Regions from separate parts of the Mus musculus genome. Here all the other regions are linked to region 1. The links are chromatin contacts, called in public capture Hi-C and promoter capture Hi-C maps. All regions are on one chromosome and are shown on one strand. The core of a region is the stretch at or near the end of the contact, and the rest is flanking DNA. Distances in the headings are between cores, read along the strand shown.

The links. Promoter capture Hi-C pulls out the DNA fragments that hold promoters and counts their contacts. Capture Hi-C pulls out chosen DNA fragments and counts their contacts.
Region 2: a promoter capture Hi-C map of liver shows a contact between it and region 1, with 3 times the contacts expected there. A contact is called at or near these places in 6 of 39 promoter capture datasets (the 3T3-L1 cell line, embryonic stem cells, liver and 2 more), 1 of 484 Hi-C or Micro-C datasets (B cells), 1 of 130 datasets of targeted methods (large pre-B cells) and 2 of 9 other capture datasets (embryonic stem cells and liver).
Region 3: a contact with region 1 is called in a promoter capture Hi-C map of liver. A contact is called at or near these places in 11 of 39 promoter capture datasets (3T3-L1-derived adipocytes, the HPC-7 cell line, HPC-7-derived erythroid cells and 7 more), 17 of 484 Hi-C or Micro-C datasets (the AML12 cell line, CD4 T cells, CD4 single positive thymocytes and 10 more), 5 of 130 datasets of targeted methods (the SCID.adh cell line, bone marrow-derived macrophages, double positive thymocytes and 2 more) and 2 of 9 other capture datasets (liver and macrophages).
Region 4: a contact with region 1 is called in a promoter capture Hi-C map of hippocampal neurons, with 8 times the contacts expected there. A contact is called at or near these places in 12 of 39 promoter capture datasets (the 3T3-L1 cell line, 3T3-L1-derived adipocytes, the C10 cell line and 7 more), 19 of 484 Hi-C or Micro-C datasets (the G1E-ER4 cell line, bone marrow-derived macrophages, brain and 11 more), 11 of 130 datasets of targeted methods (CD8 T cells, the SCID.adh cell line, acute myeloid leukemia and 7 more) and 4 of 9 other capture datasets (adipose tissue, embryonic stem cells, liver and 1 more).
Region 5: a capture Hi-C map of macrophages shows a contact between it and region 1, with 2.8 times the contacts expected there. A contact is called at or near these places in 3 of 39 promoter capture datasets (the 3T3-L1 cell line, hippocampal neurons and liver), 4 of 484 Hi-C or Micro-C datasets (CD8 T cells, adipose-derived mesenchymal stem cells, cerebral cortex and 1 more), 4 of 130 datasets of targeted methods (bone marrow-derived macrophages, effector CD8 T cells and memory CD8 T cells) and 2 of 9 other capture datasets (liver and macrophages).

What each region holds. Positions count from the first base shown.
Region 1 is chr19:11,769,083-11,771,835 of GRCm38.p6, reverse strand. Mrpl16 (mitochondrial ribosomal protein L16) reads right to left here and starts at 1,421. Exons shown (of 4, transcript NM_025606.3): 1 at 1,312-1,421; 2 at 969-1,034. The coding sequence starts at 1,366.
Region 2 is chr19:11,264,791-11,267,543 of GRCm38.p6, reverse strand. It overlaps Ms4a1 (membrane-spanning 4-domains, subfamily A, member 1), which reads left to right and starts at 1,395. Exons shown (of 7, transcript NM_007641.6): 1 at 1,395-1,496. All of the region lies in intron 1 of 4930526L06Rik (RIKEN cDNA 4930526L06 gene), which reads right to left.
Region 3 is chr19:11,334,735-11,337,487 of GRCm38.p6, reverse strand. Ms4a7 (membrane-spanning 4-domains, subfamily A, member 7) reads left to right here and starts at 1,342. Exons shown (of 7, transcript NM_027836.6): 1 at 1,342-1,481.
Region 4 is chr19:11,374,078-11,376,830 of GRCm38.p6, reverse strand. Ms4a4a (membrane-spanning 4-domains, subfamily A, member 4A) reads right to left here and starts at 1,343. Exons shown (of 7, transcript NM_001310331.1): 1 at 1,200-1,343.
Region 5 is chr19:11,467,952-11,470,704 of GRCm38.p6, reverse strand. It overlaps Ms4a6c (membrane-spanning 4-domains, subfamily A, member 6C), which reads right to left and starts at 1,337. Exons shown (of 7, transcript NM_028595.4): 1 at 1,149-1,337.

The DNA.
Region 1 (2,753 bases), core at 172-2,671:
AAACAAAACAAAACTCACTGCTCCTCTAGATTGCAAAAATACCATTAAAACAAAACAAACAAACGAAAAAAAAAAAAACCTTCTGTTGTATTTTTCTTGGTAAACTTACAAAGTAGGATTTTTCTTGTCACTATCCTCTATATGACATCCTGGGGAAAACAACTGTGACTCAAAAAAAAAATTAAATATGAGAAAGAATGGCTCCATGATAGAATAAACAAAACAGGAAGCCTCAAAGGGCCATCAGATCATTAATGGAATAATAAAGTTGCTGTTCCAAGTTACAAAAACTACTCTCCCTTCACTGACTTCTATGGGCAGCTACTGTGAGACCTGGTAATACGTTCTTACATCTGCAAGTTAGTATGCACTTCTAAGCACACACAGCACCTTATTTATCAAAAATGTTAGGAGTGTTTTGTCTGCATGTATTAATGTGCAGAAGAGGATGTAGGAACCCCTGAAGCTGGAGTCCCAGATGGTTATGAACAATCTTGTGGGTTCTGAGAATTGAACCTGGGTTCTCTGCAAGAGCAACAAGTGTTATTAACTGCTGAGCCATTGCTCCAGCCCACACAGTAGTTTAACAGTTATGTGCCGAAGACCCTCAGATGTCTAGGCCATTTGCAGTTTTGGAGATTTTAGTACATTAAAAAGTTAGATGTACAGGACTGCAGAGCACCTGGCTACTATTGCTAAGTGTCTGCATATCTGTACTATTATTTAGAAGATAAAAAAATCTGATATATGCCCAGTTAGTGCTGACTGGGTAGATCATGGGCCACACATCAGTGGTAGGATGCCTGGGAACTAGCCCAATAGTTATCTGCTTTGCAACATCGAGGGACTTCGCTGCAGTTTGCCTTCCTTACATATATCTGTTGAATCACTCAACGGAGGGAGGAAGCACAAACACACCTTCGATGCCTTTTCTCAGAGAAAAATAAGTGGAAATGACAGGTACTCACTTTCAAAAGTTGGAACTGGGAGGAGCGTCTTCAGACCAGCACTGGTGGGAAGGGCTGCCCAAGAATCTACAATGACAAATCAAACCATTACTGTTACACTCTGATCACTCCTGACAGAGGTGTCTAGAAGCACGGGGGTACGAGTTCCACTAAATGGGCTTCCAAGGAAGCAACTAGGCTCACGGAGCACCGTCTCCCGCACATGACCAGGACCCAGGCCTCCGCATAGTGGAGGTGGAAGAAGTAAGGAAAGCGCAGGACCTATCGCAGTAAGCATAGACTTTGGAATGTGGGGAGGAAGATCGGGGAAATGCCTTTTTAAAAGATGAAACAGGTTTCTGACCTGAAAAGTGCATCCGCAGGAGCGGCGCGGGGACGCGCGTCAACAGCCTCCACATGGCCACGCGTGTGCTGCCGGGTCAGGTTTCTCTCAACTACAACAGTGGCTTTTCCCAGTTCAGAGCTTTGCCGGCCCGCGGACACAAGACAGGAAGTGACGTCATCCTGTCCCACCTTTTATAGAGTCCTGACGGAAGTAGAGGAAACTTCCAGCACCTGGTTCTGGAGCAGGTTATCTGCGGGTTAAAGGTCCCACAGGCCAAGCCACGCCCGAGGTGTTTCAAGTTTCCGCGAGGGTCTTCTCAGTTTTTTTCTGTTTAGTGACAGCTCTGGGTTTTCTCCTTGGTGTAGAAAGCTGCGAAAGCCCGAGGTTTTGTAAGAAGTTGTTCCCTTAACTTTCCGTACATTTATGTCTCTTCTCTAGGGACATAGAAAGATGCTATTGATTTGTCATTGGCTTATTTACTGTGCGCTTGCTGAGTTTGGTCTTGACAAATCTATCAAAAGAGCTGTAGCTGGAGTTTTCAAGGTAAAAGCACTGGCTTGGGCATTCCCAACCGGCTGGGTTCGATCACCTGTCCTTTTACTTTTATAATTAAAAAAAAAAAAGATTTATTTATTTATTATATATAAGTACACTGTAGCTGTCCTCAGACACACCAGAAGAGGGCATCAGATCTCATTACAGATGGTTGTGAGCTACCATGTGGTTTCTGGGATTTGAACTCAAAACCTCTGGAAGAGCAGTCAGTGCTCTTAACCGCTGAGCCATCTCTGCAGTCCCACCTGTCCTTAATATGCTAATTAAAAGAAAGTAACCTCGAAAAGCCATTAATTTAAGGTAGCTTCATTTGAAATAATAAATGATGGACTCCAATGACCATTCAAGATCATTTTCATGGCCCTGATATGAGCTTTAAGCTATTTATTTATTTATTTATTTATTTGAGACAAAATCTCTATGTAGTTCTGGCTGTTCTAGAACTCACTATGTAGATAGGCTGGCCTCGAACTCACAGAGATCTGTCTGCCTCAGCCTACACAGTGTGGGATTAAAGGCATGTACCACCACACCTGGCACCTTTAAGTTTAACTAGTGGACAAACTGGGGCATCGAGTGGGGAGTCCGCTAAAAAGTATGCATAATTAAGCAGTCCTGGTCTAGGCTGATCATTGCTTCAGTTTTGGTTTGGTATGGTGGTCATCTCAAGCTGGCATAGATTAACAGGATTAATTTGTTTCTATAAATGATCAGTTTGGTTTCAAGATTTAGCCTTGTCTTCACAGAAGAGGGGTAATGTTCTGTCTTCAAAGTTTTTCCTTTAAGAAATCCAAGAGAAGGAGCTGGAGGGATGGCTGGGTCGTTAAGGGGATTGGCTGCTCTAGTGAATGGACCACACCATAATTTAATAAGGAAGGGAAATGAAATAATGTATAATTATCCTT
Region 2 (2,753 bases), core at 146-2,645, 500 kb after region 1:
GTCAAACCTCTGTCCCAGAATTGTTCCTGTCTAAAACAACCACAGGGATAAAAATGGAGAAGAGACTGAGGGAAAGGAGATTCAGTGACAGCTCAACTTAGGATCCATCTCAAGGGGAGGCTCCAAGGCTTGACACTATTATTGATGCTATGATGTGCTTACAGATAGGAGCCTAGCTTGCTTGCCCTCTGAGAGTCCCAACAAGCAGCTGACTGAGACAGAAGCAGATACTTATACCCAACCAATGGACTGAAGTCGGGGGTCCCTGTGGTTGAATTAGGGAAAGGCTGGAAGAAGTTAAAGAGGGTGACCTCATAGAAAGACCAGCAGTCTCTGAGGTCACTCAAACACTGAGTCACCAACCAGGCCGCATACACTAGCTAATCTAAGGCCCCTGACACATATACAGCAGAGAACTGCCTGGTCTGGCCTCAGTGAGAGAAGACTCGTCTAACCCTCAAGAGACTTGAGGCCCCAGGGAGTGGGGAGGCCTGGTGGGGGTTGGAGGGAACATACTCTTGAAGACAAGCGGGAGGAATGGGATGTTGAACTGTGGGAGTGTGGACAGGGAGGGAGTAATGACTGGACTATAAAAATAATAATAATAAAACAAAACAAAAACAGCTTTAAACAAAAAAATTAATAAAAAGTCTAACATGCATGAGGTTGTATATGGAAAAGAGGATATGTCTTGAGAAAATCTAATATTTGCCTCTTAAATGTTTATAGACTTTCCCCCACATCACCAACTTCTTCCACTTTGCTGCTTGCTCTAACACTAAAGTCAGCCACTACAGCTCTAAGCAATACTGCAAAGAAAGGGAAGCAGGAAGGAGAAGGGTGGGCTCATATGTAAAAGTGCTGTCTCGGTTCACAGCACCCGAAATGGGAGCTGAGTCTTGCCTAACACTTCTGGGTGCATTGTTCTATGGAGACAAATTAGATTTCAGGCCATTTCTGCTAAATTTGACGTGAGATTTACATGGCCCTCTAGAGCTTTGAGTATGAGCAGATGACGGGACTGTTTAAAAACCAACAGATACAGTGCTCCCAAGTGTACCTTCTCAGGGATTCCGACTTTTTGCATGGGTGCCCCACCACCACCTACTCAGCCCCAAAAGTGAAGCTCTAACAGCCCATCTCTGGAGAATTTCTAGCCCTTTTCCAGCCCTTAGGGACCCACCATCCACACCTGCTTACAGGGTGGGGGCTGCAGAAGTTCTTCTAATTAAGGTAGCATGAAGCATACCAGGCAGTCCCCAGGGTAATTTTTAAGAAGTGAAACCTGGTAAGGCAAAGCAAGGTGATTGGAGCGATTCTCAAGGTAGCAGAAGCTGCTAATTTCCTGTCACGTGGTGTCAATCAGAGGTACCACTCCAGGTCTGGTCTATCGCACTCATCTTCAAGTACTTGAGATAGAAGAGGCCAACTGATCTCAGCTGTGAGTGGCTAATTTGGCCCTTAAGCCTTGGAGCCTTGGAGCCTTGGAGACCCAGGTAAGGGTTAGGTCTGCTCTGTTTTAGTGACTCTAATAAAAGGAAAGGCCAGATGAAAAGGAGTGGTTTTAGGGACTAGAGAGTCAGCTCTCAGTCTGGGGTGTCCCTGGCAAGTGGCAGCATGATCTGAAGTGTGGTGATTTCAAGGCTGGATGGGCTACCCCTAACCTAACTGCTCCCCCTCTCAAAAATGACTCTGGGCAATGGGTGGTGAGTGGATTCTAACAAGGAGAAAAGGTCTCTAGAATGTTGTCTTCAACCTGGGGCACTACCACAGAGAAGCTGCATAACCTTGGGTGAGTTACTAAACTTCTCCATGCCTCAATTTCCTCACCCATAAAATGGGAGCAATATTGAGGTCCTCTGCACCATGAAGATTAAACCTAGAACACAGAATCTTTTTAGGACTGCCTAAAACCAAATTAGAAAATAATCCTGGCCACAAGAATCTAGCCCCATTCCTCTTCCTCCCGATGAGTTTTGTCTCCAAAGATAAAACTTCAATGTAAGCACCATCATAGATGGTTTTAATCTTACTATCTAGCATTTTCGGTGTGGCATTGGAATACTGAGCACAAATCCTGTTTTCTGTCTATGATCGAAGAAGCCAAGGGTGAGAGTGGGTGCTAGAGACAGGATAGAGGGATTGACTTTAACCAGGTGCTAATGTGCTCCTAAAACTAAACAGTAAAATAAGTATGCATGTATGTATGTATGTAGAGGTGAGGTGGAGAGAGAGGGAGAGAGAGAGAGAGAGACAGCAGAGAGACAGACACAGAGACAGAGAGACTTTCCCTGTTTTCCTTATAATGGTTTTGTCTCACTGATGGTCAGATGAAGTGGAGGTTATCATTTTGTGAATAGAAAGCATCCTGAGCATTTACCTGCCAAAGGAGGAAGCTGAGCTTAACGGTCTGTGTAAGACAGAGCTCACAGCATCAGCATCACAAGAGGCAGGTTTACCAGATAACCCCTGCACAGTTCCCTTACTGGATTGGCACTGGGTTTCAGGAGTTACATGGCACACTACAATAAAAGTAGTTGTAGAAAAGTGATAAACATGAACGGCTATTGACTTTGAAGAAATCCTTACCATCAGCCAAGGAACAGCCTGAGGTAACATGATGGTCCTTTTGTGGAGGTTGACAGAACGTGGAGAGAAACGGGAAGGACTAGCTCAAAGGTTTTGCAGATTCAGCAAAGCAGACAGGAGACGTGTCCAAGCATGACTGCTGAGAACACGGGCTCTGAAAGTCA
Region 3 (2,753 bases), core at 93-2,592, 430 kb after region 1:
ACTTCACAGAACGGAAACTTAAAACTAACAAATCTTTGTGTTTACAACTATCTATGAACATTTTATACTGTGGTGAACTGTGGATAATGAAACCACAGAAAGCAAGACTACAAATAAAGGGTTCGTGCTATCGCGTAGAATTAAAACTAAACAAAACAAACAAGTCAAAGTAATTAATTTATGCTCAGGTTTGAAACAAAGTCATTCTTACAGCACACATAAAGCCTGACCATTCGTGTTTGTCTGCTCAGAACTTCTTGGAGCCATGCTGATTTATATCAATAACAGTTTTAGCTTCAAGTACACTAGTTGTATATGAGCATCTAGCATGGCATTGGAATCTCCATCTTTCTCTTCCTCTCTATAGTATTCCTCTTCTACTTCCTTTTGTCATCTTATAGGCCATCCTCTTTTAGACTTATGCAACAGGTATGGACTGGATTTCTGCTTGTTCTTGTTTTTAACTTATTTTGGAGCTATTTTGAGACATACTTCATTTTAATTAAAAATATTTTTATTGAAAATAGAAATTTGCTTTTCTACAGTATATTCTGACCACTGTTTCTTCTCCTCCTCCCAGATCTTCACCTCCCCACCCTTCCAACTCCATGTCTTTCTCTCTTTAGAAACCAAACAGGCCAGTAAATAAACAAACCAGAATAGAACAAAGCAAACAGAGAAATAGAGTAAATAAAAGAGAAAAATCACAAGAAACACATACACATGCAGAGAGACACACAAACAAAGCCAGAAAACAAAAAAATCAGATGCCATAAGGATAATCAAAATACAAGTTAAGGTTTAAAAAAAAAACAGTGGCCAAGCAAAACATTATGAGATAAACATCTCCAAAAATACCATGGAGTTCGTTTTGTGATGGCCGTCTACTCCCTTGAGTGTGGTTTGTATATTCAGTGATACTCCATTGGAAGAAACAAGTATTAACCTTGGGAGCTGCTACTGAGGTTTACGCTTTTAAAAGTGGTTTCCAACCAGCTGGAAATTATCTCCATATCAATAAGCTCTCTCAAGTCCAAATGTTCTCAAATCCAATAACTCTGATTTTCATGAACTCCTTACTCCCTTCCTCATTAATTCTGTAAGTCAGACGGTGAATTCTAATATCTCTCATTCAGAAGGGGACAGACTTAATGCAATATAGAAATGCAAGGAATCGTTCCCTACTTGACCAAATTTGTTTCGTGAGATGATTTTATTTTGTGTTATTTTTCCAAACCTCAAACTTCAGAAAGGGGAAGCAGAGCAGCTCTTCGTTTTCCTACTACTTGTAATTACTGCAAACTCACACCCTGTGTAATCACGAGTACTTCCGGGGAAAGCACACAAAATGACTGAGTGTCAAAGGCAGACAGTGCAACTTCTGGAGGAAACAGCTGGTAAGAGGTTGAGTCTGAGTTCTCCCAGGAGCAGAGTGAGCAGGCCCAGGAGCTGCAGCACACAGGACAGGGCTGTGAGGACAGGTAGGAACTTTGGGTTGGAATCGTACCACTGGGAGATGTTGTGCTCTAAATAGACAGTCTGGGAAATGGATTTTCATCCTGTTTTTTCTGTTGACCACTTGCAATAGTTGGTGAGGCCCATTTGAAGCCTCAGTTTACTTACTTGTCAAAAAGGAAAGCACCTTTGAGATCAGTTGAGATTTGAAGTGATGACCTTATATAGTTAGTTCCCTTAATTTCCCTACTCTTGCCACTTAGTCTTATAAAACATGTTCTCAAAGAAGACTGACATTTGAGAAAATGTTTAACTTGGAAACTATGGTTCTAATCTAACATTGCAACACAGAAAAGCACTGTGTGCAGAGGTGTTTGCCTGAATAGAAGAGATTTTGGAACTCTTTTCGAAAGCTAAGGGCCATTCCCACTTCATGTGAACATAATGAATGGTGAAGAACAAAGCATAGTTGGATTGGGAGGTGATGGTGTCAGTTGCCAGACATACTATAAAATGTAAGAAACATCATTATGTAGAGTTCCTTCCAAAATAGCCATATTTTAAGAATAGCTTAAATTCAGGAAATACATCTCTATATGCTATCATAAATAGATAATTGAACATATAAAATAAGCATAAGTTCTATGTGTTTTAAAATGCACAGGTGTTTCTTACAGCATTGTTCATAGTGATAACAAAAATAGAAGGAACCAAAATGACCATGATTATACATTCAGTCTAATGAAATGCATTCATTTGAATTTATCATTTGGATTTTTAATTCTAGTTTAAAATCCAATTACATAACTGTAGCGTTCTAACTACTGGAAGTGTGTGATTCAGTGGCATTCGATTCATTCATGCTTGGCACCCCCATGACAATCCACTAAACAACTGCTCTTCACCCACCCCTCCCCCACCATTTTACTTTTCTACAAAACTGAGTAGTAGGGGTACCTCATAAGTAGAACCACGCAGCATCTGACTTCCTTGACTTCATTTAAGATTTTGTTTTTGAGGTTTAACAATGTTTGCAGCATGTCAGAATATAACGTTTGCCTTTTATACTTAAGGCTATTGTAATTAGTCAAAGATTGATAAGAATTCTAAATGGTTGGAATGACCATTTGTACAGTGTTATAATTTGTGTAAAATCTTACATAAAGAGGAGAGAGAACTGAAGAGAGGAGAAAAGGAACACAAAGAAGAATGAAACTGGTGACTTCGTATTATTTGTTGGGGAGTCAGGAACATTTTGATTCATGCAAACTATATTTCTTTTTAGCTGACATTGTTGT
Region 4 (2,753 bases), core at 94-2,593, 390 kb after region 1:
TATTTTTATTTTTGCCCCGTTTTGTTTTGGGAGTATCAAATACATTGAATATATTTCAGCTTTCAGACATCATCGATTTTATTCCTGCTCTGGCATTCTAGACACATTCAGCTACATTGCAGAAAATCTTGACCACATCCCTTTCTGCTCTGCCATCACAACAAAAAGTCTACTCTCATTTCTTCTTGGGAACTGATAGTATCACATGTGTTCTGCCTTCCTTCACATGCATCTCCCTACCACATATGAGTTACTTAACCAACAATGGTAAGGAAGTGTTGAACAATTCTTTGTGACTTCCCTCACGAGCAATAGAGGACAAAGATGTTGGGAAATTGACAGATGTTTCTTTCCAGTCAGATTTAATGTGTACTTTGGTTTATTTGTTTACTGCAATTACTTTTGTCCTTATTTTTCCAGACATACATTCAGAAGATTTAGAAAATGAAGACTAGTATGAAAAAAATGATGGAAAAAATTTGCACTAAGAAATAAGTGTGTCTTGCATTTCAAGCTCTTTCTTAACATTCAAGTTTCTAGTGATTTCCCTCTTTTGTGTATGTTCCATTTCATCTGAAGAAAGACTCACACAGTTTTCTCTGCCCTTTACATAATGGCCATAACTAAGAATCTTCAAGCCTCTTCTATTAACAGATTTTCTAAAAAGGAGCTTAAGTTTATGCTCTAAGAGTCCCATGAATGGTGCCAAAGATTAGTGGGGACCTGGTTAGATCACAGTCTTTCTCAGGATCAGACTAAGTATGTTAAACTGGTGTGTTGAGCTTGCCTTATATAGTCTCTACCACGTTCTGCATGTGGCAGGTGTTTATTAACTATTAAAAATAATAGTATTAGATGAGAACAAATACAATAGAAGAAAAGACATTCAGAAATGATCAAAGGTGGAGATACTGGTTCCATTTTGAAAAGCAAAAACAACTAAAATCTTATTTAGACCCTTCTTTTGGCTCTTACCAGACCTTTTTTTTTTTTCTTGCCTCCCAGGGTTGCAGCACAGATTGCTCCTCAAAAGACCCCAAAGTACATGTGAACTCTTTACACCCTTCTTCACATTCAGAATGGTGGCTTGTACCAGAGAACAAGGCCTTTTTCCCCCCTTATTCTACTCCCAGTTTTCCTAGAACAAGAGATGAAAAACCATCATCACAAAAGCCTAGGAAAGGTAAGTCAGCACCTACCTTCCTTCTCAACTGGACAGCCTGTTATGTGTCAGATGAGGAGCTGTCTCTAGGAATGTGCCTCGGGCTCTTTGTTCAGATGCAATGACTTGCCCGTCACAGCTCATGTGTGACTAAAGCTGAAGTCTAGTATGTTTTCTAAATCCTAAAGGTTACTGCTGAGGATCTCAAAAAACACAGCTAGTTCCCTTTTTATTAGCTGAAGTATCCCCTGACTCTGCATCCTAGTTGTGTACATGTGGCTTCTTTAAAATCCACTAGAAAAACAGTGGCTGTCACAATCTCTCTTACAAAAAAGCAGCAGCACAGGTTTTACTGAGCATATCAGTGTAAGTCCATACTCAGCAGACCAAAGTCAATATCATGGCCCTTCAATCGCCGGGAAAATCCCATTTGTTGGTGATTTATTCTTGGAATCCCATTTCCCTTTATCCAGGAGTCTGAGGCAGGAGAATTGTGACTTATAGCCAGCCTGAGCTACATAAGGAGAACCTCTCTCAAAACAGTCAAAACTAGCAAATGCCTGTTTATAACAATTTCATACATTTTCTTGATACATTTCTTTTCCTAGAAAACTTTCAATGCATGCTTTTCGTGTGTGGTTTTTATGAAGTGCTACCATTTGGGGTTTACTACGAAGGTCCATCAGGTGGCAGCACATTGGTTACAAAGAAGTAAATAGTGCTTTGCAATTTTAAAGTAAATAACCCATTTCTAAGCCAAAGACACATTAAAGACAAATCTATTTCAATCATTGCCTACATGATCTTGTCATCTTCCAGAATATAGGATTGATTGTTCGTTGATAAAATAAAATAATCTTAAGATTAATGTAAGCATTAGTCTATTTTCCAATTCTGTAAAGTAATATCTGGTGTTGTATAATTTATATATAAAAATACACACTTCACTCACAGTTTTAGAATCTCAAAAGCATGGCCTTGCTGGTCTTAGTTAGGGATCTCTGGGCTCAACACACCATGAAAGATAGGAAAATGGTGGGAAGCTGGCTAAGAGATGAGATCAGATGGAAAGGTGAAAAGATAAAGACACGTTGTCTCATCTCTAGGCAACACATCTTAAAGCTTCTACCTGCCTTCACATTTCCCCACTGAAGATCAAAACTTCAACTTGCTGAGGATCTCAAAGGACAGATACATCCAACAACAGAAAAGAGGAAAGGAAAGTGGTTGGTAATTTTTAGTCATTCAATAATTTCTTAAAGAAAAATGTCCATATATCCAGCAATGTGCCATAGATAAGATGGTATAGAAAATATAAATAGACTCTGGTTCTGTGTCTGTCTGGGTAATTCAGACGAGTCAACACACAAATAAACATGCTAAAATCCTGGCTAACCAGTGCCCTGCAAGGTAACATATAACAAACTAAGTCAGTCATCATCGAACCCCATTGACCCCAGCCTTGGAAATAAAGAGAAGACTTTCCAGAAGTGATGACATACAAAAGGAGACTTGATGGACTAATTAACCAGATGTAAGAGAGTTGTGAATGAACTGAGATCTTGTGTACTGATTCAATAGTCATTAAAAC
Region 5 (2,753 bases), core at 88-2,587, 300 kb after region 1:
TGCTTCCCAGTTCTGCCCCCACCTCCCAGACTGTGCACCATTTTGCATCCTTGACTTGTTCTTCGGAAGAAGAAAGTGGTGGTATAGGGAAATGTAAAACCACCACATCTCAAATTTAGGAGTTATTTCCCCATAATATTAAACAGAACCCAGTGAGTTTATAATAAACACATCATAGGCAGGGAAAGCCTGAATCCTTACAAGTTCCTGTGTCTATGCACACATTTTCACATGAAATTTGTCAAATGTAGCTCCAACTTCACCTAGAACAATTGCATTGTCTTTATTCAATGGCATTCACTGTCCAGTTACTTTGCTAGCCTTGAGTTATTAAAGTCAACTTTTATGCTTTCCAATCCATGCTAGGTACCACTCAAATATGTAACCCCATTTGCCTGTTTTGAGTGTCTAATGGTGCCAGTTTAAGAATTAGCACTTCCCATTTTATCATATTTTAGTTCACATGATCTTGTAGGGTTTTTCTTCACCAAGCCAATCCTTTATGTTAATAAAATCACAATTAGAAGAAATTCAGAATTAACAATTTGATGTACACGTGGAAGTAATTTATGCTTTGTAGAGCAACATAAAATCATTGTTAAATAAATAGGCAAAGTTCTCTTTATTGACCAGTTGCCTACACACACTTGTGTGTTGGACTCCAGCTGTCTCTGACTCTGGTTCTTCTCTTTATTTTCCCACCTGCCAATGGCAGTCTGTGTCTGAGTCTCTTCAGTGTGGAGAAGCAGTTTAATGCAATAGCATGAGAAATCCTGGAGTCCTAAGCTGTGGTTCAAGTTTTGTCACACTCCCGACAATTATATCCCTGTTAGTTAAAAGAACCAAGTTGCCTGGGGAATGGGTTTCTGAGCTCATCTTAGCTCCCTTCTGTTCTCTGTGCTATTCTCAGCCCTTAGGCTGCCTAATCAGTAAATGACCTGGGAGCTCTGCTCCTTATGTCAGTGATCACCAAGATCATGCAGCTAAAGTGGCCAGGACAGAGGTAAGCCAGATGCCCTGTGCCTTTGCCCATTTAGTTCTAAAGAGGCCCCGTGTCTCCACTGCTTTCATGAGCATCAGCAAGTTCTTGTAACTCAGTCCCAGAAACAGAGTGCTACACAGAGGGAAGTCCCTTCAGGGTTGCCTACCTGAGCCTGTGTGCCTTGTCACCCAGTCACTTCCAGCCGAGCTCTCAGAAACCCTAAGAGCCTTAACTCTGGGTTCTCTCAGGCTGATCCTTGGTTCCTTCTTGTGAACTTGTAACTGTCTCCAGTCCTTCCTTCTTCTGTGCTCGCTGCACGGGAAGGGAAGTGGTGCTTACAGGCTGTGGACTGTTACTGTGCCTGTACTTCCTATATCAGAAAGTCCCAGTAACTTCAGAAAAATCACTAAGAGATTTGAGAGAGTGGGGGGGGGGGGGTAGTAAGTCCCAACACGCACCAGCTCCACTTGAAGCCCAAGTTCACTTTCTTGAACTTCAGTTGTTTAAGCGTTAAACTGAAAACAGCAACAAGCTGGGAAAAGCCATTAAGAAGAAAGTTTTCTGAAGGACCTGTGTTTCTTCTAAGTAGAATTTAAAGGACTATCTTGATAACTAATGATATTACAAGTTGTAGTAATACTGATGAATAAAACAGATCTCAATGTATAATAAAGTATGATAATAGTAATCACGACCTTGGGTTTTGATATATTACTTTATTATATTGTAATACACTACTGAACACACAGTAATGTATCATCAATTGTAACAATTGAATGTTTTACAGTATTTTAGGTACTTTGTTATTCATACTTTCTTCAACAATTCCTCAGCTTCTGAAAAATCAAACCAAAACACTCTGTACACAGTTTTTCAGCACTCGCTGGTTAATTGATACTCTCTTTAGAGCCTTCCTCATCTCTTCTAACCTTCTTCTAGACCACTGGACTTCTCTAACAGGGGATGTGACCAGGGAATTACTGGACACTTCTAGAAAAGTAATAGATCAGGAGAGGAGCAAGCAGAGACGTTTCAACACACCAGGAATGACTTCAACAATCCTGCACTCCAGACACAGTCATGAAGACATGTGTCCCTGTGGCTTTCAGGCCCTTGGGTAGGCACAATTCAGAAGCTGACTTTGACATAATTAATTTCACAGGGGAGCCAGAGCCAGCTGCAGCAACTGGACAGCCACACTCTGAAAACTTCCTTCCTTCTTTCCTTGGAGTCAACCAGAAGGAACCTAGGGAGCCAGTGTGAGCCACTGTCACATCAGAGGGTTGTGGTGTGGTGATTCCCTGCAGGTTTCACAGCAGGCAAAACAACAACAATAACAAAAAGATTTAGGAAGAGACAAGAATGAAACTCAGCTCAGCCCCATTTTGTTGTAACTGGTGCCGGACCACGACTTCTAGAATCTGGCCCCAATTGTTTTACTTTAGCCACATTAAGCACAGCACAATGTGGAACAAAAGGTTTTCGGATAGCACTAAACTCAGGCCCAAGCTCACAACGATGTAATGTTACATTGAGATCCTTTACAAAGCACACCTGGCTTTTTTCACAAGAATGGGTACTATTGACTCAGTGCTGCTGCCCAAGGCTTAGGCTCTAGGGAGCTTGACTGAGGGATACCTGATGCCTGTAGGTTTCAACATTGCCTGGTCCTAAGATAACATCAGCCTCCTATGGTAAAGGCTGTGGTAAGGCACAGGTAACGTCCCTCATGAGGGCCGGGTTTATGGTCTAAAAGCAGTGCTCACGGTTT